2 separate regions of the Sus scrofa genome follow, and region 2 is linked to region 1. The links are chromatin contacts, called in public HiChIP or PLAC-seq maps. All regions are on one chromosome and are shown on one strand. The core of a region is the stretch at or near the end of the contact, and the rest is flanking DNA. Distances in the headings are between cores, read along the strand shown.

Region 1 (4,035 bases), core at 779-3,278:
TAAACCCAAGGGGAAACATAATAAAACATGGGTTAAAATTCTAGTTCTTAATAAAGTATTATAAATAGAGAATATAGAAATTATGGATTCCAGTGACAGAAGGAAAAATAAAGGGGAAAATGAAGGAACCGAGGAAGATAGAGGAATAAAGGGAAAACTGGTAAAGATTCACAAAAAAAAAAAAAAAAGCTTAAATAACAGTAAGAAGAACAGGACGCTTGACATACACATGCCATTAAAGATTCAGGATGTTCAAAAAACTGAGGAAAAGATGTGATTCAGAAAAGAGAAAATATAACCACAGCTCTACTAGTTTCTACCGTCGCTCACACCTCACCAGGGATCTTAAAAACGGGCAGCGGTGGTGATGCTGGGAAATGCAATTTAAGGCGTCCTAGGTCAGATACCCCTCCCCAAACTAAGAGATTCTAGGCGACAGCTCTTCTAACCTCACCAAAAAACCCTGACCCCAAGGGAGATGAGCGATCTTGGGTAGCATATTGACAGACGTTCCCCCGCAGACATCAGGGCTAACTGGGGGCATCGTCTCCGGCGGGGGATTTAGATGCCAATTCCAATCCCGCTCGCTCCGTTCTGCTCTCCTCCTGCTCCTTCCGCGGGCAGCTCATCTAAAAATGCCCCAACCCTCCGGACTCACATCTGGAGGAGAAAAATAAGCCATCGGTGGTGCGATGGCCTGGGTGCCAGCACTGCAAAGAGCAGAGAGCAAAACATGCGTCCCTCTCCGCATTCGCCGGGTCGCCTGCGAATTGCGGGACCTAACGAGCGCCGGCGGGGAACTCGCGCCACGAGTGCGGGAGACGCGCCGCCCTCGCCAGGCTCCCCGCAGCGCCCACGCACGCGGACGGCCCAGGGACGCGCGGCGTCCTCGCCCGCGTTTCCCCTTCCAAAATCATCCTCCTGAGGGAAGCCGCCGCCGCCGCCGCCGCCAGAGCCCCGGCGCTCATCACCAAGCGGTCGAAGGCGGGCGGCCGCTCCGAGCCGGGAGAGGCTCGCGCGCCGCGGCCCGCGCCTGGGATGGAGCCAGACCCCTCCAGCAGCCCGGGACGCGTGACCCCCGAGCCCACCGCACCCCGGCGTGGTCGGCGCAGTCTTCGCCTTACTCCTACCTCACCCGACTCCCGAGAAGGGGGAGGTGGGGGACCGCAGTGGAGCCGGGAAGCGGGGATCCGGCCTGGAGCAACAGGACCCGGTCCCTGAGGTGGGATTGGAGAAGAGGAGAGAGAAGGAGTCGCAGAAAACCCCAAAGCCGGCCGCCCTCCCCCTCCCGGCGGGGCCGTCCCGCCACAGTTTCCTGCCTGGGATCAGCTTCCCAGATGCAGCCAGAGGAAAAATCCGCGTCGCCCGGCAGCTCCGCAGCAACTAGACGCTCGGCTCGGACTCCTCCGCCCCGGCCCCGCCATCCCCCAGCTCCGCACGCCTCCTTACCCGGGCGCCGCACTCAGGAGCTCGCTTGCCGCGGAGATGCGTCCCGTTTCGGCCCCAGCCGCCAGCCCGCCGCGCCCGCCTCCTCCCTCCGCTGGGTTTCAAATTGAAATTCCCCGGCTGGGGCCGTCAGAGGACTCGGCTCTCCAGCCCCGCCCCCTCGCGGCGGAAGCCCCTCCCGCGCCCCCGCGAGACGCGCCCCCGGTGCGGAAACCCCCGCGGGCCGCGACACGCCCCCTGCGCCCAGGCCACGCCCCCGCGCCCCCTCGAGCGACCCTTCCCGAGGGATTCGCCGCGCGTAGTGGCCGGGCTCCCGGGGCTGGTAAGACGTGTCTCGCCCTCAGAGCTGCCCTGAATAGTGACTGCTCATGCCTGTGTGCAAGGCGTTCTTACCCGCGAATCCCGATCCTAAATCCTCTTTTATCAACTTTCAAAAGTTAGTTCTTCAAAATGAACTCATTGGCTAAATCTTTATTAAGCACCTATTCGGTGGCAGACCCCAGGCTAGGCCCCGGTGATACAGAAATCAGGAAAACTAGGTGCTCCTCAGTCTGGAGTGGAAAAAGTGCTTTCGCAGAGAGGGCAGTGAACTGGGAACCGTTTATTCTTCCTGTGGGAGGGCCGGGAGGGAATGGGGAAGCCCCCTGGAGGAGGGGCTTTTACGCTGAACCCAAAGAGTGGGTAGGAACTTCAGGCAGAGGCCTGGAAGCCTGGATTACAGAGCAGGATGTGGCTGAAGAAGAGGCTGGAAACCTAGCTTGAGGCCAATTGTGGAAAGACATGCACACACAAAAAGGCTACTTCCCCGTTCTTGGAGACCATTTTCTTCCAGATGCTACTTATTTCTTCTTTGCTGAACATCGGCATGTCAGATGGGTTGTCCAGGTCATTGCCTCCAGCATCGGCCACAAGGGCAGCTCTGGTCCTTTGCCTTCTCCCACCTCTACTGAGGTCTTTAGGGACTGCACCTTCGCCAAAGTCCTCGTTTCTTTCCTAAACAGAACCTTTTCTAACCTTTTCATTACATCAAAGAGAAAGAGTCCAGGAGATAAGTTATTGACTAAGGTCCTGCCAGTGTGTAATAAAAATAATAAAATCTGACATTTATTGTGTGCTTTATGTGCCAAGCATTATTCTCAGTCCCTCATATGAGTTAACTTAATTAATGCTCCCTCTGCTAAGTACCAAAGGAAAACTTAGTAAGTTGCACTAACTACGACAGAGAGGAAGGCTGACTAGAAAGCAGTTCTGATAAAGAAGACCTGGAATATTAGGGGACAATGCTATTATGAACTATTATGAACTTTCAGGCAGATTTACAATGAAATGAAGATCCTTCATTTTTACAGGCCTTGAAATTAACTCTATACTTGTAATTTTTTAAGGAACCCCTAAAGTTACATAAGATTTAAAGCCCCTAGAACCTTGATCTAACTCTGATGAAACCCCTTTAAAATGTTAGTGCAGTGTAATAACATTAATGTTAATTGACATTAAGATAAATAACATAATTTATAAAACATAATTCTCTTATCAAAGGAAAGTGTAGGAGCTCCCGCTGTGGCACAACAGGATTGGCAGCATCTTGGGAGTGCTGGGATGCGGATTCAATCCCCAGCCTGGCACAGTGGGTTAAAAATCCGGCATTACAGCACTGTGGCTTAGGTCACAACTGTGGCTGGAATCGACCCCTGGCCAGGGAGCTCCATATGCTGAAGGGTGGCCAAAAAATGAAAAGAGAAAAAAAAAAAAAAAAAAGGAAATTATATCCCTACTGTATCCTCTGCTGCAGTCTGTGTATCACTTCTGTACACTACCTTTTAAGAGGAACATTGACAAGCTGAATTATATGCATAGATGAGAGACCTTAATAATGTGGGAGCCAGCAAGACTTAGCCTAAAGAGATAAATGAGTCAAGGTGATGGAGGAGTTCCCGTCATGGTGAAGTGGAAACAAATCCAACTAAGAACCATGTGGTTGCGGGTTCTATCCCTGGCCTCGCTCAGTGGGTTAGGGATCAGGCATTGCTATGACCTGTGGTATAGGTTGAAGACGCGGCTCAGATCTGGTGTGGCTGTGGTGTAGGCCAGCAGCTACAGCTCTGATTGGACCCCTAGCCTGCAAACCTCCATATGCCGTGGGTGGGGCCCTCAAAAGACAAAAAGACCCCCCAAAAAAAAAAGTGATGGAAAGACTGCTATCAAATATCTAAATGTTTTCATGTGAAAGAATTAGACTCTGTTTTGGACACAGCCTTACTTGGCCTCAACAGAGTGTAGCAGATTCAGTGGAGACCTAGCAGGAACTAAAGGTAGGAAAATCAAATACTAGAAGCCATAAGGAAGTGAAGAGAACAGATGGAACATGGTACCATACAGATGTCAGCAAACAGCAGGTGGTAGTCCATGCAAGAAGACAGGATTGGACAAACAGCAGGACATAGTCCTGAATAGGTTGTATTCAGAGATGCAGACAGGCTGGAACACTGGCAGCATCAGGCAGGACTATCAGGCTGTGGTTTTCAAGGCCATAACATTCATCCCTAGGAAATCAGACTGATAAGAGCAAGTCTGGGTCTTCCTATTAGA
Region 2 (3,723 bases), core at 132-2,631, 67 kb before region 1:
TTCTCTTGGATCTAAACATACACCCACCCATTGGCTTCAGAAAAGTGCTTGGACAGAAATCCTATGACAATGATACTTCCTGGAAATTTCAACTGGAGGAAAAAAAAGTATCCTTTTGATAAAGGGATAGCCAATAGCAAATAATGCAAATATTCTTTTGAATTAATACCAATTTGTAAAAACCTCTTACACAAAAGATACACTCATTCACTCAACAAATTTTCTCAAACAGCAATTAAGAAGGTAATTTACGAAAGGATTTTTCCCCCTCTCATACTTAATACATGGTAAGATTCTATTAGATTCTGTTAATTATTAAACAAAATGATTAGGAAAATTTTGTATTTCTACAGTTTTGGGGGGCAATACCCAGTCCCCAGAATGCCTCTTTTTGCTACTGACTGGCCTGCCTCTCCATGTGAGCAATCAGATTCCTAGAGGCCAAGAAGGCAATCTTACACCCACATCCCCCACAACCCAATAAAGTATCTGGCAGATAGTAAGGGACATTTGTTGAATGAATAGATGGATCATATTCATTAAGTAATATACAGCTACAAACAAAATCCTAGTAACAAAAAATAAACTCACTACAGGCGTCACTCCTGATCTTTTCCCCTCTTCACCCAGGCTCACTGCACTGTTTTTTTTCTTTACATGTATGTCTACTGCCGAAATGACCTTTTTTGAATTCTCAGTATCAATCTGCCTTACTGTGAACTTATGGCAGCTCATTCTTATTTATCTTTGATCAGCCTGGCACACAGTAAGACTGGGCACAAATTTGTCTCACAATAAGGAGCCACAAATACCAAATATACCTCCTTCAATCAGTACCACCAAGCTTCAGATGATTATTCAGTCGTTATAAAAAAAAAAAAAAAAAAAAAAGTACCTTAACTGGTAACAATGAGATTTACTATAAGTTAAATAACTACTAGATCTTAGTCACCTTTATAATAAATACCACCCCAAAATAAACTAAGAAAAACATATAATAAATGCCACCCAAAAAGGGCAATTTAAAGTACTAGATTTCACTTTACAGAGTGCAATTTGAGATTGCTACTGCAGTTGGAAATGTCACCTAGAAGTCATAAATAAAGCAAACACAAAAGGAGGCTTCCTTAGGCAGACTCCTTTAACTGAGGATAAAAATCACCAGCACAGATACGCAGAGAAATCAGGTAATTCTCTATAAAACTTAGCAGGTAGTATTTCTGAAACACAGATACTTGTAACTATGCCCCTTCCTTCAAAACCATAACAGCAACAAAAATTTTTGAAAGGCTTCCAGTGGCTCTGCAGGGAGTATGGAGACCAAACTCCTCTGTAACCTCCTGGGTTCAGCACTGACTGGCTCCAATCCAGATGTGCAGCTCGTCTTCTGCTTCCCATGCCCTCTTACACACAGCCTGAACTCCAGCCATACCAGCCTCCTCAGTTCGGAATAAGTCTTCGTGTTTCCGTGTCCTCATTAATGCTGACTCTCTTCTGTCTAGACTGTCCACTTCCCGTCTACACTTGAGGGAAAAAAAAAAAAAAAATCCAACCCAAGCTTTCAGGTATAAGGTTAAAAACGTTTATGACCAAATCTAACAATAGCTCTGTTACTGATTTTTAAACCATAGGACACTCAGAATAAAACGTAGGGTGAGGGGAAGCCTGATCAAGTTACATGTGAGTTTATGGTTATACACTCTCACAAATCCCAAGGCTATGAAAGAGAAGTCTGGTACTCAGCAAACCAGCCCATCGGGGAGTCCCTACCACTCTAGCAACATCCACTGGCAGAGGAAGCAGGATGCCAAGAATGGCAAAGTTGGAGTGATGTGGGCTAAGAGTGACACAGCCCTTTCTCTGAAGCAGCCCTGAGGTGCATATGGCAGATGAAAGCCATCCTCCCAGGGGACAGAACTGAGGGCAGGCAGTAGGATCTGATAAGGCACCACACTTCAAGGACAAGCTATGCCCAGAGCAATCTCTGCTCTTACTCATCGAATCACCCATCCCAGGAACCCCACAACTGATGACCTCCAGAGTGTGATTTCCAGCTATGTGACAAAGCAGGGCAGGGCACGGTCCTGGAGGAGGCCTCAACACTGGGGCTGATCACTGACAACAGAGCTGGATGGAAACCAGAGAATGGACATCACCCATTATAGGTATGCCTTGTTCGATGAGGCAAGACACTGCCTCTAGATGCAGGAGGTCAACAAAGACTCTGTATGGTCTGTCCTGGGGGAGAGAGGGGTTGTACCTATGAAAGCCGAACTAAGAGGATATATACACATTTACACTTTTAGAAAGGTGTGTGTACACACATATATATCAGACAAAAAGGGTGAAAAGTAGCACTCCTAATAATCAACTATCTGCCACACCTCACTTCCCCCTCTGTCATCATCTCCCCAATCACTTCCTCCTCCCATGATCAGCCTCAATCTAATGATTCTGCCTAGATCAATTCAAGTAAGTTTGAGTTCAGCCATGATTCGGTATCTCGTATTCCCCCTCCTTAATCCCTTTTTATCTCTTCCCATTATCCCCTATAATTCCACGTTAAACATACCAGAACATCTAAATTCGATAAATGCTGAATAAACCAATAAAACAGCACAGTTATAACAAGATAAGGAAATTTGTTTCGGCTGCCTTATCTACATGTCACAAGTAAACATTTTTCCCATTGGATCCCAGAGTCATGAGAACAGAGCTTGAGGTGTTTTCTCTCTTCTGGAGAAGGACTGGTCTGAGCATCCACCAATCCCCTGGGGAGGGTTTCATCCCACCTCAGCCTTTAATTATATAGGAATACCCACAGGGAGAAAGTTTATTTCTGCCATGGAGTTGACTGTAACAGGATCTGTCCTGTGCTAACTGTATATTTATCTTTCAAAGAAACAGATGGAATGGCATGACACAGGGCTTGGTATCATTATATAAAACAAGCCCAGCTGATGGCTAGACATATACAAACACTGTAATCCCTGTGTACCTCTGCCCCAGATGACAGGAGTCGGGCCACAGCAGAATCAGCTCTTGTTGGGAATCAGTGAGCCAGCTGTCCAAGACGAGCCAGGGCTTATGTGATCAGATCTTTACTTGTTTCAAAGGCTTCTTAATAGTTTTAATATAGACTTGTTAGGCTTTTATGATCCTGGAAAACATCCAAAAGGACTGGCCAATCCTCTTCCGACTAATATGTCTTTAGGCTATAAATGTACACACTTTCTACTAACCGAGAGCTTTCAAGTGAGTGCATCTAAGGAATGAATGCCCCATGGAGTGACATTTCCAAAATTAAGTACTACTGTCTTCAGAATTTGCAGAGATCTATTCACTACATTTTTGCCGAGGGAAAATGAGCAGGTTTAAAAGGATAATGCTGTTGTCTTACTCCAGATGTAAATTCACAGATAAAAGACTGAAAAATGCAAAATGCTTAACTGTGGTTGTGCCTAAACGTGGGCAATGGGAAATTTTGCCGTATTTGTATTTTTCTCTATTACCAAGTTTTCTCCACTGAACATACATTGCCATTGAGAAATATTTTAACAGATTAAAGTCCCTTAAAACAAAACAGATGACGTTTTCCCCCTTTATCTCTATACCCTTGCTTTAGCAGTTTTAAAGACAGTACAAAACGGAATGCCTAAGCCTTAGCAAAGTTATAATAAACTGGTAGTGTGCCATGTGGTATAGATTTACCTAAAACAGAGG

Evidence for each region. HiChIP or PLAC-seq counts read pairs in DNA pulled down with a chosen protein or histone mark.
Region 2: an H3K27ac HiChIP or PLAC-seq map of alveolar macrophages shows a contact between it and region 1. The contact joins the enhancer-like site here to the promoter of EPB41L2 in region 1. A contact is called at or near these places in 4 of 47 Hi-C or Micro-C datasets (embryonic fibroblasts, heart right ventricle, mesenteric adipose tissue and 1 more) and 2 of 2 datasets of contacts at active chromatin or transcription factors (alveolar macrophages and skeletal muscle).

What each region holds. Positions count from the first base shown.
Region 1 is chr1:32,416,203-32,420,237 of Sscrofa11.1, reverse strand. It overlaps EPB41L2 (band 4.1-like protein 2), which reads right to left and starts at 2,028. Exons shown (of 18, transcript XM_021088293.1): 1 at 1,840-2,028.
Region 2 is chr1:32,482,624-32,486,346 of Sscrofa11.1, reverse strand. The region is part of intron 1 of EPB41L2 (band 4.1-like protein 2); the gene reads right to left. Among named protein-coding and RNA genes, the nearest start is that of EPB41L2, 66 kb to the right of the region's middle. Within about 2 kb of position 1,381, at least 17 of the 83 cell types and tissues checked have an H3K27ac peak or open chromatin away from gene starts, as enhancers often do. A contact at or near this core is called in alveolar macrophages, where this site is marked.